Regions from separate parts of the Sus scrofa genome. Here region 1 is linked to region 2. Evidence: chromatin contacts called from public HiChIP or PLAC-seq data. All regions are on one chromosome and are shown on one strand. The core of a region is the stretch at or near the end of the contact, and the rest is flanking DNA. Distances in the headings are between cores, read along the strand shown.

Region 1 (7,355 bases), core at 353-2,852, 56 kb after region 2:
TAGCCGCCGGCCTACACCAGAGCCACAGCAACGCAGGATCTGAGCCATGTCTGCAACCTAAACCACAGCTCACAGCAACGCCGGATCCTCAACCCACTGAGCAAGGCCAGGAATTGAACCCGAAACCTCATGGTTCCTAGTCGGATTCTCTGTTAACCACTGAGCCACGACGGGAACTCCAAAATGTCTCTAATTCTACTGTCAGGCACTCTCAACCACACTACCAATTTTGCCTTAACTGAACCACTGCAGTAGCTTCCTAACTGGTCTCACCAAATCCATTCTCACTCTCTCCCTGATCTTTTCTCTACATTGCAGCTGTAGATATTAATATGAGTCTAGGCATATTACTCCTCTGCTGAACTTCTGCATTCCCACTGCCTTCAGAATAAAGCCCTACTCAGTGACCCCTGACTACCCTGTCAAGATTTTAACTGTCGGAGTTCCCCCTCGTGGCACAGTGGTTAACGAATCCGACTAGGAACCATGAGGTTGTGGGTTCGGTCCCTGCCCTTGCTCAGTGGGTTAACGATCCCGCATTGCTGTGAGCTGTGGTGTAGGTTGCAGACGCGGCTCGGATCCCGCGTTGCTGTGGCTCTGGCGTAGGCCGGTGGCTACAGCTCGGATTCGACCTCTAGCCTGGGAACCTCCACATGCCGCGGGAGCGGCCCTGGAAAAGGCAAAAAGACCAAAAAAAAAAAAAAAAAAAGATTTTGATTGTCTCTATCACTTCTCTCCAGCCAATACTGTCCTCTTGGCTTTGTTTGATTGGGTTTTTGCATATGATAATCACTTCTTTTTGCCTGGTTACCTCTTATTCAGGCTCAGCTTGAAAGGCTTTCTCAGGAAAAGTGTTCTCTGATGCCTCCCTCCTCCCATTCCTCAAGTTTGGATTAGGTCACCCTGTTATACACTCTCATTGCATCCTATATTTATCTTTGCAGTCCTCTGCCTAACTATAATTAACATTACTAGTATAAGTATTTGTTTAAAGTCTGACTTCCCAAATAGACTGTAATCTTGATGACAGAGGGACCATACCTATCTTGCTCATCACTATATCCATATCCTAAGTGCCCTGCATGGTGCTGACATTTGGTTAAGTGTCTATAATATTTTCTCATTCCTACCATAGGGCTCTGCATTAGCTAGTCCCTCTACCTAGAACTCTGCTGACCCAGACCTGGTTCCCTGAGCTCCTAAACTTCACAAGATTGGCTCCTTATCACTCAGGTCTGTTACAAACCACCATCTTCTCAGGGAGCCTTTACCAATGACCCAGGCTCAAGGAGTGACCCCTACCCCACAAGTACTTCATCACTCCCTCATTTCTTCAAAATATTCAGCACTATCTGAACGCACAGTATTTGGAAGTTCAAAAAGAGCAAGGCCCAAGTTAAGTACCTGATACAGTATAAGCACTCAGCAAACATTTATGTGAATGAAATCTCCTCAATGAGAAAAGACTTGGGGAACACCCTAAATTCATCAGCAATACATTTACAAACTGTGCTCCAACAAAGCTGGAGAAGAGGCAGTACAGCTTAATGGGCCTGGGAGCCAGATTGCCTCCTATGACTCCTATGACTACTTAGCTGAATAATCTGAGACAAGTCACTTGACTGCACCACGCCTCAGTTTCCAAACTAGAAAATGGGAATCAGAACCCACCTCAAAGGGTTGCTGAGAATTAAGTTGAAGTGCCAGTACCAAGCACATAGTATACACTCAATTAATGCATGCTATTATTCATCAAACTGGACTTTTTTTTCTCCCTTTCTTTCAAATACACAGGGTGATTTTTCCTTTATCTTATCCATCCAAGAAAGGGCTTCTTCTTTTTTCTTTTTTCTTTTCTTTTTTGGCATAACGCCCAACTCCTAGGGCATATTTCACACAGATTAAGAAATGTGGAGTTCCTGTTGTGGCGCAGCAGAAATGGGGAAAAAAAAAAAAAAAAAAAAAACTGCGAGGGAGCTCACTGGTGGCCTAGTGGTTAGGATTCAGCACTTTCACTACTGTGGCCCAGGTTCAATCCCTGGTCTGGGAAATGAAATCCCATTATCAAGTTTACTGCACACCATAAGTGGAGTTCCCGTCGTGGTGCAGCAGAAACAAGTCCAACTAGAAACCATGAGGTTTCAGATTCGATCCCTGGCCTTGCTCAGTGGGTTAAGGATCCGGTATAGCCATGAGCTGTGCTGCAGGCTGCAGACGTGGTTTGGCTTGGATGTGGCATGGCTGTGGCTGTGGCGTAGGCCCGTAGCTGTAGCTCTGATTCACCCCTAACCTGGGAACCTTCAAATGCCATAGGTGCAGCCCTAAAAAGCAAAAAAAAAGGATCTGGCATTGCCATGAACTGTGATATAGATCACAGATGAGGCTCGGATGCCGTGTTGCTGTGGCATAGGCCAGCAGCTACAGCTCGGATTCGACCCCTAGCCTAGGAACTTCCATATGCCACAGGTGCCCTAAAAAAAAAAAAAAAAAAATTAAAAAAAACTTCTGGGAGTTCCCGTCGTGGCGCAGTGGTTAATGAATTCGACTAGGAATCATGAGGTTGCGGGCTTGATCCCTGCCCTTGCTCAGTGGGTCAAGGTTCCGGCATTGCCGTGAGCTGTGGTGTACGTCGCAGACGCGGCTCGGATCCTGCGTTGCTGTGGCTCTGGTGTAGGCTGGCAGCTACAGCTCCGATTAGACCCCTAGCCCGGGAACCTCCACATGCCGAAGGAGCGGCCCAAGAAATGGCAAAAAGACAAAAAAAAAAAAAAAAAAAAAACTTCTAATGGCTCTCTATTTTCCATGCTTGCCCTTCATAATTGTTTAAAATATTGTTCCGTACATTATCAACAGTACATCCCAAAACAAACTACTTTAGTCCTTCTAATCTAATAGCAATAGGCTACCCACTCCATAGCAAAGCTTATATCTTATCTCTCCTAGGTTTTTTTTTTTTTTTTGTCTTTTGTCTTTTTAGAGCAGCACCTGCCGCATACGGAGGTTCCCAGGCTAAGGGTCTAATTGGAGCTATTGCTGCCAGCCTACACCAGAGGTGAGCCACATCTGCGACCTACACCACAGCTCACGGCAATGCCGGATCCTTAACCCACTGAGCGAGGTCAGGGATCGAACCCGCAACCTCATGGTTCCCAGTTGGATTCGTTTCCACTGCACCACGATGGGAACTCCAGCTATCTCTATCTCCTGCAAGACCGCCCTCTTCCCTCCTTCTCTCAACCTACCTGAAGGAGGCCTTCACCATTTTATTTGCCAAAAATCACTCATTTGGTCACTATCTGATGCCTTTTATCTTTATGTTTTAAGGTTACACCAGGTAGTCACAGATACAGAAACCCCCAAGAACCTAAAATTTAAAAGAGAAAACAATGATATGAGTGACATGCATAAATAAAAGGCTTGAGATACACAAACTGCACAAGTATGGCTTTTTTTTTTTTCTTTTTTTTCTTTTGGCCTTGCCCGAGGCATATGGAAGTTCTAGGGCCAGGGACCAAACCCGCACCACAGCAATGACTCAAGCCACTGCAGTGACAACACTAGATCCTTAACCCACTGCACCACAAGGGATCTCCAAATACTGCTATTTTAATAGATAAGTTCAAAGTTCACAAAGAAGAAAGAATGTGCTTTTTTTTTTTTTTTTTTTGCTTTTTAGGGCTGTACTTGCAGCATACGGAAGTTCCCTGGTTAGGGGTTGAATCGGAGCTACAGTTGCCAGCCTACATCACAGCCACAGTAATGTGGGATCCAGACTACATTTGTGCCCTACACCACAGCTCACAGCAATGCCAGATCCTTAACCCAGTGAGTGAGACCAGGGATCAAATCCGCATCCTCATGGATCCTAGTCAGGCTCGACACTGCTGAGCCACAATGGGAACTTCCCAATTTTTTTTTTTTTTTTTTTTTTTTTTTTTTTTTGTCTTTTTAGGGCCGCATGCACGTGGCATATGGAGGTTCCCAGGCTGGTATAGGCTGTAGCCAAATCCAAGCCATGTCTGCGACCTACACCACAGCTCACAGCAACACCGGATCCCCAACCCACTGAGCGAGGCCAGGGATCGAACCCGCAACCTCATGCTTCCTAGTTGGATTTGTTTCTGCTGTGCCACACCAGGAATTCCCATTTTTCAGCATGATCAAATATTAGCTGTCAAGTATTTGTAGCTATCTCATTTAGGATGTATCTCACTTAAGAACATATTTGTTATGAAAAGAAATTGTAAAAGTAGCCCCCCAAAAAGATAAAGTACTCAGTTTACAATGTTCTACAACAAAAGTGTACGTATCATTTGTTTTCTGTATGAAATATCAGAGATGAGACAGTGTTAAAGAAGCACAGAGTTCAAGGTCTGGTTCCACCCCTTACAGACTTTGTGACCTTTCCATAATAAAAAAATTAAGGTTTGGAGTTCCCACTGTGGCGCAATGGGATTGGCAGCATCTTGGGAGCACTGGGATACAGGTTCAATCACTGGCCCGGCACAGTGGGTTAAGGATCTAGTGTTGCTGCAGCTGCAGCTCAGGCCTGATCCCCAGCCCGGGAACTCCATATGCCATGAGGCAGCCAAAAAAAAAAATCAAGGTTTAAAACTATAACATCTAGAAGCTCTCTTGTGGCTCAGCGGGTTAAAGATCCAGCATTGTCACTGATGTGGCTTGGGAAGCTGCTGTTGTGCTGATTTGATCCCTAGCCTGGGAACTTCACATGCTTCAGTGTGACCAAAAAATAAAAAATAAAACAAAATTATACCATTTACCTTACAGGGTTTTTTTTGTTGTTGTTTTGTTTTGTTTTTCTTTTTCTTTTTCCTGTTTTGGCCACCATGAGGCATATCAAGTTCCCAAGCTGGGGATCAGATCCAAGCCACAGTCATGACCTAAGCCACAGCTGCAGCAATGCCTGATCTTCAACCCACTGTGCCAGGCCAGGGATCAAAACTGCACCCCGAAAGTGCTCCCAAGATGCCGCCAAACCCACTGCGCCACAGCAGGAACTCCTTACAGGATTGAGGATTAAATAAGGTAATGTATTTGAAGGAACCTAGCCTAGCACTTGACGCAAAATAAATGCTTACTGATTTTAACCTCTGTTGATGTAAAAGCACAAAGCAAAAATATGTTATTATTCCAAAAATCAGATAAAGGAAGTAAATTAATGAAACCTGATGCCCACTGCCCAAGAAGAAAAGTAAACAGAGACATAAAATAAGAATGTTATGTCCCTCTGCGTCATATACAGTAAGTGCATCCATTCCCTGACTTAATGGTCAAAACCAAGACTTGAGAGTGACACAAACACCATCACTTGTAACTTCACAACTTTAAAGTTGTCTTAAAGTCAGCAAAAATCTTGACATAGAAGGTTTAGGACAGGATTTGCAGTAAGAGAACTTAAAATTCAGACTGAGCTTTTTATACTTAACTAGACATTTTCTTATTTGTTCTAACAGCCTAAATACTATTCATGTGGCATGTGTGCTAAGCCTAAATTTTTATTTGCTACAGCTTAGACCTTCTGGTTCTTATATATATCACAAGACCCAATATCCAGATATTTTGTTCATCCCTGTACAGCAAACTCTCCTCCATTTTAGTGGTCTATTTCTAGCAGTCAAGAAAACTCATACTGGAGTTCCCATCATGGCCCAGTGGTTAAAGAACCCGAATGGCATCCACTGGCCTCACTCAGTGGTTAAGGATCTGGCGTTGCTGTGAGCTGTGGTATAGGCCGGCGGCAGCTGTAGTTCCGACTAGACCCCTAGCCTGGGAACCTCCCTATGCTGTGGGTGTGGCCCTAAAAAGACAAAAAAAAAAAAAGGAAAAAAAAGAAAACTCTTTTATGAAAAGTATTTATGGAGTTCCCGTTGTGGCGCAGTGGTTAACGAATCCGACTAGGAACCATGAGGTTGCGGGTTCGGTCCCTGCCCTTGCTCAGTGGGTTAATGATCTGGCGTTGCCGTGAGCTGTGGTGTAGGCTGCAGACGCGGCTCGGATCCCGAGTTGCTGTGGCTCTGGCGTAGGCCAGTCGCTACAGCTCCGATTCGACCCCTAGCCTGGGAACCTCCATATGCCGTGGGAGCGGCCCAAAGAAATAGCAAAAAGACAAAAAAAAAAAAGTACTTATGAGGACTTTCAACAATACCAACAAATACTTATTGAGCATTTTCCATATTGCAGAGTACTTTCTTCTCTTTCTGAAGCTATTAATTGAACTTTCTGTGTCAAGCACTATTCGAAGTGTCCAGTAGACACCACAAACAAAAACAAAGTCCCAACTCTCAAAGAGCTTACACTCTAATGGAGAGATCGGAACAAAGTTAAGTATGGTAGTGAATTGTGCTCACAAAATAAAACAAGAGAAAGTGATAGGAAGTTCCTGTGTGGGTCATCGAATTAAGGATCTGGCACTGTCACTGCAGAGGCTCAGGCTGTTGCTGTGGTGTGGATTCACTCCCTGGCAGGGGAACTTCCACAAGCCACAGGTGAGGCCAAATAAAAAAAAAAAGTGGCAGGGCTTAAATACAGTCCTCATTCTGGGTCCCCAAAATACAGGTTACTGTGGAAGACTGATGTGTAAGTATAAAGAATCAGCTCCCTCATCACCTGCATTCTGAATCACCCAATAAGTTTTTCCTACGTCATCAAGAAGCAGGCTGCAACATCTGAACAATGTACTGCTCCAGCAACAGAGATTGATAGTTAAGTCTAATGAAATAATTAAAATAAGCAAATTCAACAATTTAGACCATCTGTAATTTTCTTTAGCTATGAACAATATGCTAAATTATGGAAAAAATGGCTTAAAATTAGGTTTTTATTTTGCCTAGGTCTATTCCTAGCCAGAAAGACCTTAGAGTGAGGACATTCAAAATGGAACTCTTTGGGCATTCTCTTGTGATGCAGTGGCTTGGGTCACTGCTGTAGCTCAGGTTTGATCCCTGGCCCAGAAACTTCAATATGCTGCAGGTACAGCCAAAAAAAAACTAAAACAAAATAATGTGGGACTGTTTGTAAAAGGAGTAATCTGGTAATTGCTGCTGAACCTGGGGAGACAATATCAAGGGTAACCCAAAGAAAGATGAGAATATCATCAGGGTTCAGTGCCCTCAGTTCTTGCGACAGATAAATGACTTAGCTATTTCAGAGAGAATCATATGCACGGCACATTAAAAGGATTGAACATCCTTTAGTATAACATCCTTTAGAAAATCTCTTAATCCTATGGAGTTCCCGTCATGGCTCAGTGGTTAACGAATCCACTAGGAACCAAGAGGTTTCAGGTTCGATCCCTGGCCTTGATCAGTGGGTTAAGGATCCGATATTGCCATGAG
Region 2 (6,490 bases), core at 836-3,335:
ATAAGTGACGCAAGAAGATGGACTGAACTTACCCTTCATTGTTTGGAAGAAAAGGCAAATGCTAAATCAAAATTGGCTTGAAATACCACTTCGCACCCACTAGGACGGCCATAATTAAAAAAAAAAAAAAAAAAAAAAGGAAAACAAAAAGTACTGGCAAGGATGCAGAGAAACTGGAACCCTCTCAGATTTTGGCAATAGGAATGTAAGATGGTGCTGCTCTGGAAAACAGTTTGGCAGTTCCTCCATAAATTAAACAAAGAATGACCATATGACCCAGTAATTCCTAGGTATATATACAAAAGAATCAAACTCAGGCGTTCAAACAAAAACTTACACATGAATGTGTCTTGGCAGCTCTAGTCACAACAGCAAAAAGGTGGAAATGACCCAAGTGTCCATCCATAGATGAATTAACAAATTGTGGAATACCCACACAACGAATGGATTATTCACCCATAAAAGGAATAGTACTATGAAATACTGCAAACAGATACACATTATGCTAAGTCAGAGAAGCCATACACAAAAGGCTACATATTTCATCATTCCATTTACATGAAATATCCAAAACAGGCAAATCCACAGAGACAGAAAGTCCATTAGTTGCTGCCAGGCCCTGAGGGAAGGAGGGAATGGGGAATGACTACTTAATGGTGTGGAGTTTGTCTGCGGTGATGAAAAAGTTCTAGAACTAGCTATTTGTGATGCCTGCACACTATGAATATATTTAATGCCACCAAGTTGGACACTTTAAAATTATTACAATGATAAATTTTAGGTTTTGTATTTTTATCATAATTTTTAAAAAGAAAACTTATTGCTTTCCTTTAAGAACGCAGGTCAGGAGTTCCCGCCCATGGCACAGCGGAAACGAATCCAACTAGGAACCATGCGGTTTTGGGTTCGATCCCTGGCCTCACTCAGCGGGTTAAGGATGTGGCTTAGCCGTGAACTGTGGTGTAGGTTGCAAATGTGGCTCGGATCTTGCGTTGCTGTGGCTGTGGTGTACACTGGCAGCTACAGTTCCGATTAGACCCCTAGCCTGGGAACCTCCATATGCCATGGGTGCAGCCCTAAAAAGACAAAAGACCAAAAAAAAAAAAAAAAGAACGTAGGTCAAAGCAAGCACAGTTCCACTCTGCTAATGCTATCAGAGCATTTAGATAAAATAATGACAGTCGTAGTAATAACTAACGTTCATTAAGCACATACTATGTGCCAGACACTGTTCTTCACGTTTAACTTGTCCAGAGTTATGCAGCTAGGAATTAGTGGAGCTAGAATTTGAAACCAGCCAGTTGTGTTTGAGTCCACACTTAAAAATCAATGCATCCCATTACATAAGGTTTACATGATGGAATGTTTTTTTTGTTTGTTTGTTTGGTTTTTTTTTTTTTTTTTTTGGCTTTTTAGGGCCTCACCTGTGGCATATGGAAGTTTCCAGGCTAGGGGTCGATGGGAACTGCAGCTGCCAGCCTACACCACAGCCATAGCAACCAGGGATCCGAGCTGCATCTGCGATCACACCACAGATCACAGCAACATCAGATCCTTAACCCACTGAGTGAGGCCAGGGATCGACCTGGCATCCTCATGGATACTAGTTGGATTCATTACCGCTGGGCCGCAAGAAGTCCATATTTTTAACAAGTATCATAGATGACTCTGATGCAGATCATCTGTCAACCACAAACCTGTAAGAATGCCTACTCAACAGAGAAAAGCTATGGTGGTTCATTAACTTTAGGATCCAAGAAATTACTTCCTGGAAGTCCATTAAGAAAAGAAGTCAAGTGATGGGCCAATATGTACTCAAGTACTAGGTTTTCTGAGGCCCCCAAGAGCCCTGTCTTCTGAAGAGTAGGAAAGCAATTACTAAGCAGATTTACTGAGTAGGTACTATACTCTATAGACTGTGCTAAGTAATAGGAAATGCATAGTGGCAAGCAGATAGCTAGAATCTAACACAGAAAGAGGGAGGGGAATAGAAAATACAGGAAATGAGAGAAACTTCCTCTACCTAGGACATTTACCTCTTGGATAAACAGAAGTTATCCGGTTAAAAAAAAAGAAAAAAAAAGAGCCCTCAAGTGGCCAAGATCAAGTATTGCAAGACTGAATTTCAAAGAACGCTGGAGCTTCAGCATAGAGGACAAAACACAACAGAAGTTGTAGTGTTAGGAAGGAAGGATAAGAAAACTCCTTTTGTTTCATGTCCTGTTAGAAACATTTCTAAAATATTTTAATCCATTTTACTGCCTTATCATGTACAGGCGAGTGACTGCCTCTGAATTCCTTGGGATCCTGGCATGTCTCAGCATCACAGTGAACACCAATGATTTGCAGAAAATTGACCTGAACCCTTACTGACTGACCCCAGGAAGTCGTTTTCTTATTTAATTGGTTATTCTAGTTTGCTTCCTTTTCCTAAATTTTGAATATAATAATAATATAAATCTGATTGAAGACTCAAGTTAACCAATCACTGATGAAGAGAAATTTTAATGTATCTACTTCTCAGCTTCCAAAGTTTCAAATTGTAGCCAAGTTACCAAATTTTTATTGGTGAAAATTTCCTGGAAATCTCTCTATGGCTTTTAGGGAAAGGAAGAGAATGACGGATAATAATGAAGTTTCATTCTTGGCTCAGAGATATAAAATTTCACTTTCCTGGGGAGACTGCCCTGGAAGGCAGACTCTTCACAGAAAGAAGGAACAATGCACAGTGAAAAAATGCTACGTAGGAAAAGAGGAGGTTGAAATGTTCTATGTCTAGTGAACAGTACGAAATGAAGCAACTTTGAGACTCCCTTTGAGAAAATTCTCAGTTGCTAAATATTAGTTTCCAATGAAGAAACTACTTCAAGTAATGTATACTTCAGTGGAATATACACTTCAATGTTCCTAAGCCTTAAATCTCAGTGGGAGATTTAAGACCCAGTTTTCTTAAATCTTTACCTCAAAGACAGTCAAAGGCCTCAAGTTTAATACTCACCCACACACATTTTGACATCATTCACAGTGAAGTCTGGATCTGGCATCCTATGAAACAAACACCAGTAAGTACAATGGGACGCACTTCTCTAGTCAGGGTGAGCTTTTCCTTAAAATACTAACAACTCCCCAATCAGGACACATCAATCTTCATATTGAGGATTTAAAATATATTTTAAATATAAATGTTTATATATACACACATATGCACATAGGAAAAAATACACGGGAAAAAGTTAACAGTGATTATCGCAGGGTGACAGATTTCAGGAGATTTATTTTATTTTATTTTGCTTTTTAGGGCCGCACACATGGTATGTGAAAGTTCCCAGGCTAGAGGTTGAATCAGAGTTACAGCTGCTGGCCTATACCACAGCCACAGCAACTTGGGATCCAAGCTATGTCTGCAATCTACATCACAGCTCACGGCAACACTGGATCCCGGAACGAATGAGCAAGGCCAGGGATTGAACCTGCATCCTCATGGATACTAGTTGGATTCGCTTCCACTGTGCAACGAAGGGAACTCCCTCAGGAAATTTAAATTGATTTCTTTTCTTTTTTATTTAAGGGCCACATCTGAAGCATATGAAAATTCCCAGACTATGGGCTGAATTGAGAGCTACAGCTGCCGGCCTACACCACAGACACCACAACACCAGATCTGAGCCATGTCTGCAACCTACACCGAAGCTCGAGACAACTCCAGATCTTTAACCCACTGAACGAGGTCAGGGATACTAGTTGGGTTCATTTCCACTGAGCCACAATGGGACCTCCTAAATTTATTTTCTTTATAGCTCATCTATATTTTCTCATTTACCTATAACAACCATGAATGGTTTTATAACAAAAAGAGAAAAAGACATACTTTTAAAACTAAATAGGAAATTATTTCAGTTATCTACTGCTTTTCTCTAAAGCCCTGGATATAACATGGACATTTTGCAACTACATCCAATCAACATAGAACTTACTTTATTCCAAGTCCATCAGAATTCTTGAAAATCAGAGGGTCTCTTAAGCCACCACGCTGGATATACTCTACATTAAAATCTGTTACCATAGGAAAACAACTGTTAGAAAGGCAAGAATATAGCTAGAAAAAGATAAAAGGACTATAAAAAGGATCCTAAGTAATAAGGCAGAGAGGATGTTTGCTATTTCTGTGTATAGAGTTTTGCTGTTAGATGATACATACTTGTTATTAAGAAGCATCTCTCTCTTTTCTGGGCGGGGGGTGGGGGGGGGGGGGCATGCTTGCAACATGTTGAACCTTCCAGGCCAGAGATCAAACCTGTGCCACAGCAGTGACCCATGCCATTGCAGCAACAATGCCAGATTCTTAACCTGCTGTTCCACAGGGGAACACCAAGAAGCATCTCTTACATATAAGGAGAGTTCCCTTAGGAACAGGGCTCAAGGGGCTTGCTAAATTTATATTTCCATAATAATTAAGAGTCTACCCAACAGGGGAGTACTAGTGAGTCATCTCATAAATCCTAAGCAGAAATCATTACCCTGTCTCCCAATAACCTAAAAATGTAATTTTGTTCACTACAATATGTACCATGACATCCTTGTCAGTTTCCAAGGAATAAAAACCTGCATGGTACACATGGAATCCCTCCTCAATTTTCGTGGGAAAGATACATACATAAAAGGAACTTTATTGTTCAATTCTTTTTTTTTTTCCCTCCTTTTTACAGCCACACCTGCAGTACATAGAAGTTCCAAGGCTAGGGGCTGAATTGGAGCTGCAGCTGAGGCCTACAGCACAGCCACAGCAACACTGGGTCCAAGCCACATCTGCAACCTACATGGCAGCTTGCAGCAATGCTGGATCCTTATCCCATTGAGCAAGGCCAGGGATCAAACGGTCATCCTCACAGAGACAGATTCTTAACCTAAGTTACAATAGGAAGTCCTATAATACTACTGTTAATTAAACCCGAACCAAGGAATAGAAGAAAAAGGAAGAGGCCTTTAGGGAAAAATTCCAACACTCTTGCCCTAATAAATAAATGTTTGCTTCTTCTAACACAGTAAAAAATGACTCACTCAGTGAGAGGACTGGGGAGGGGGATGACACATGAGTGGCACTGTGTAATAAGAGAAAATAAAGATAAAGAGCATCCTAGCATCAATAGGGAGTTTTTTGGCTGCAGCGATGTTGAGCCCACAGTTCCCAAAGTCAGTAATTTCCTACATCAAGGTTCTGAACCCAAATGATACTGACCTTTTCCTTCCATAAAAGTAACAAAATTTGCATTATATTTGTTGGTGTGGAGTTTCTCTTCCAAGTCAAAAGTTCTTTTCCCTTCAATTTCATCATCTGAAATGCCATCATCTTCATAGCGTCGTCGCATGGTACCACGCTGGGGAGAGGAACATAAGGATGAAATCCCGTACTTTTTTCGTGCCTATCCAAAAGTGATCACAGTTTCCCCTACATGTGCAAAGTGCTACTTTCAACTTCAGTCTCTATGTTAAGCATCAATTTTCCTTGCCTTATAGATCTTTTTCTCAAATAAAGGTCAGCTAATATTCCCAAAATATACAAAATATTAACAAAATATTAATGAGTCAGTGGGTTCCCTACTTGTAAATTCTACTTCTGCTAACTCTTTGAGCCTAGAGATATAAGTTTACAGCAAAAATATGATCAAATAGGGGCTACTAAACATTTTTTGTCTACTACTGCTTATCAGAGTAGGAACAAATTGTCTTTATAGACATTTCAGGCCAGGAAACAAAACATAATTTTTTTCATGGGTAAGGCCGTATCTTGATTAACTTTCTAAAACAATCTTCAAGAACAGACCAGGAGTTCCCATTGTGGCTCAGCAGAAACGAATCGACTAGGAACCATGAGGTGGCCGGTTTGATCCCTGGCCTCACTCAGTGGGTTAAGGATCCAGCATTGCCGTGAGCTGTGGTGTAGGTCGCAGACACGGCTTGGATCTAGCATTGCTGTTGCTCCGATTAGACCTCCTAGCCTGGGAACCTCCATATGCCTTGGGTGCAGCCCTAAAAAAAAGACAAAAAAACCAAAAAAAAAAAAAAAAAAAAAAAGAGAGAGAATAGACTAAAATGTTTGAATTAATGAAACAAAACCTCTTTTACAGCAGATAAGGAAAGTTAATCTAAACAACATTCCAAACAGTAGACCATCAGTATTTGGCATTGAGGATAATGTCTTCCCAAAGAAGATACACAAATGGTTAACACGCACATGAAAAATGCCCAATATCATCAGTCAGTAGGAGAAATACAAATTAACACCACAACGATACACCACTTCATGCCGTTACTATGGCTATTACCAAAAAGGTAGACAATAACAAGTGTTGGAGGGAACGTGGAGAAACTGGAACCCTTACACAGTGCTGATGGAAATGTAAAATACTGCAGATATTCTGGAAAACAGGTTGGCAGTTCTTCAAAAAGTTAAATACAGAATAAGTTATCATATGACCAGCAATTTTACTCT

What was found. HiChIP or PLAC-seq counts read pairs in DNA pulled down with a chosen protein or histone mark.
Region 1: a contact with region 2 is called in an H3K27ac HiChIP or PLAC-seq map of alveolar macrophages. The contact joins two enhancer-like sites. A contact is called at or near these places in 1 of 5 promoter capture datasets (liver), 4 of 47 Hi-C or Micro-C datasets (brain, differentiating spermatogonia, embryonic fibroblasts and 1 more) and 2 of 2 datasets of contacts at active chromatin or transcription factors (alveolar macrophages and skeletal muscle).

Annotation. Positions count from the first base shown.
Region 1 is chr2:5,343,804-5,351,158 of Sscrofa11.1, forward strand. All of the region lies in intron 1 of KDM2A (lysine demethylase 2A), which reads right to left. Among named protein-coding and RNA genes, the nearest start is that of KDM2A, 8.1 kb to the right of the region's middle. Within about 2 kb of position 1,603, at least 3 of the 83 cell types and tissues checked have an H3K27ac peak or open chromatin away from gene starts, as enhancers often do. A contact at or near this core is called in alveolar macrophages, where this site is marked.
Region 2 is chr2:5,287,561-5,294,050 of Sscrofa11.1, forward strand. KDM2A (lysine demethylase 2A) reads right to left here. Exons shown (of 20, transcript NM_001160090.1): 2 at 5,237-5,375; 3 at 3,975-4,053; 4 at 2,999-3,045. Among named protein-coding and RNA genes, the nearest start is that of GRK2, 63 kb to the left of the region's middle. Within about 2 kb of position 2,086, at least 5 of the 83 cell types and tissues checked have an H3K27ac peak or open chromatin away from gene starts, as enhancers often do. A contact at or near this core is called in alveolar macrophages, where this site is marked.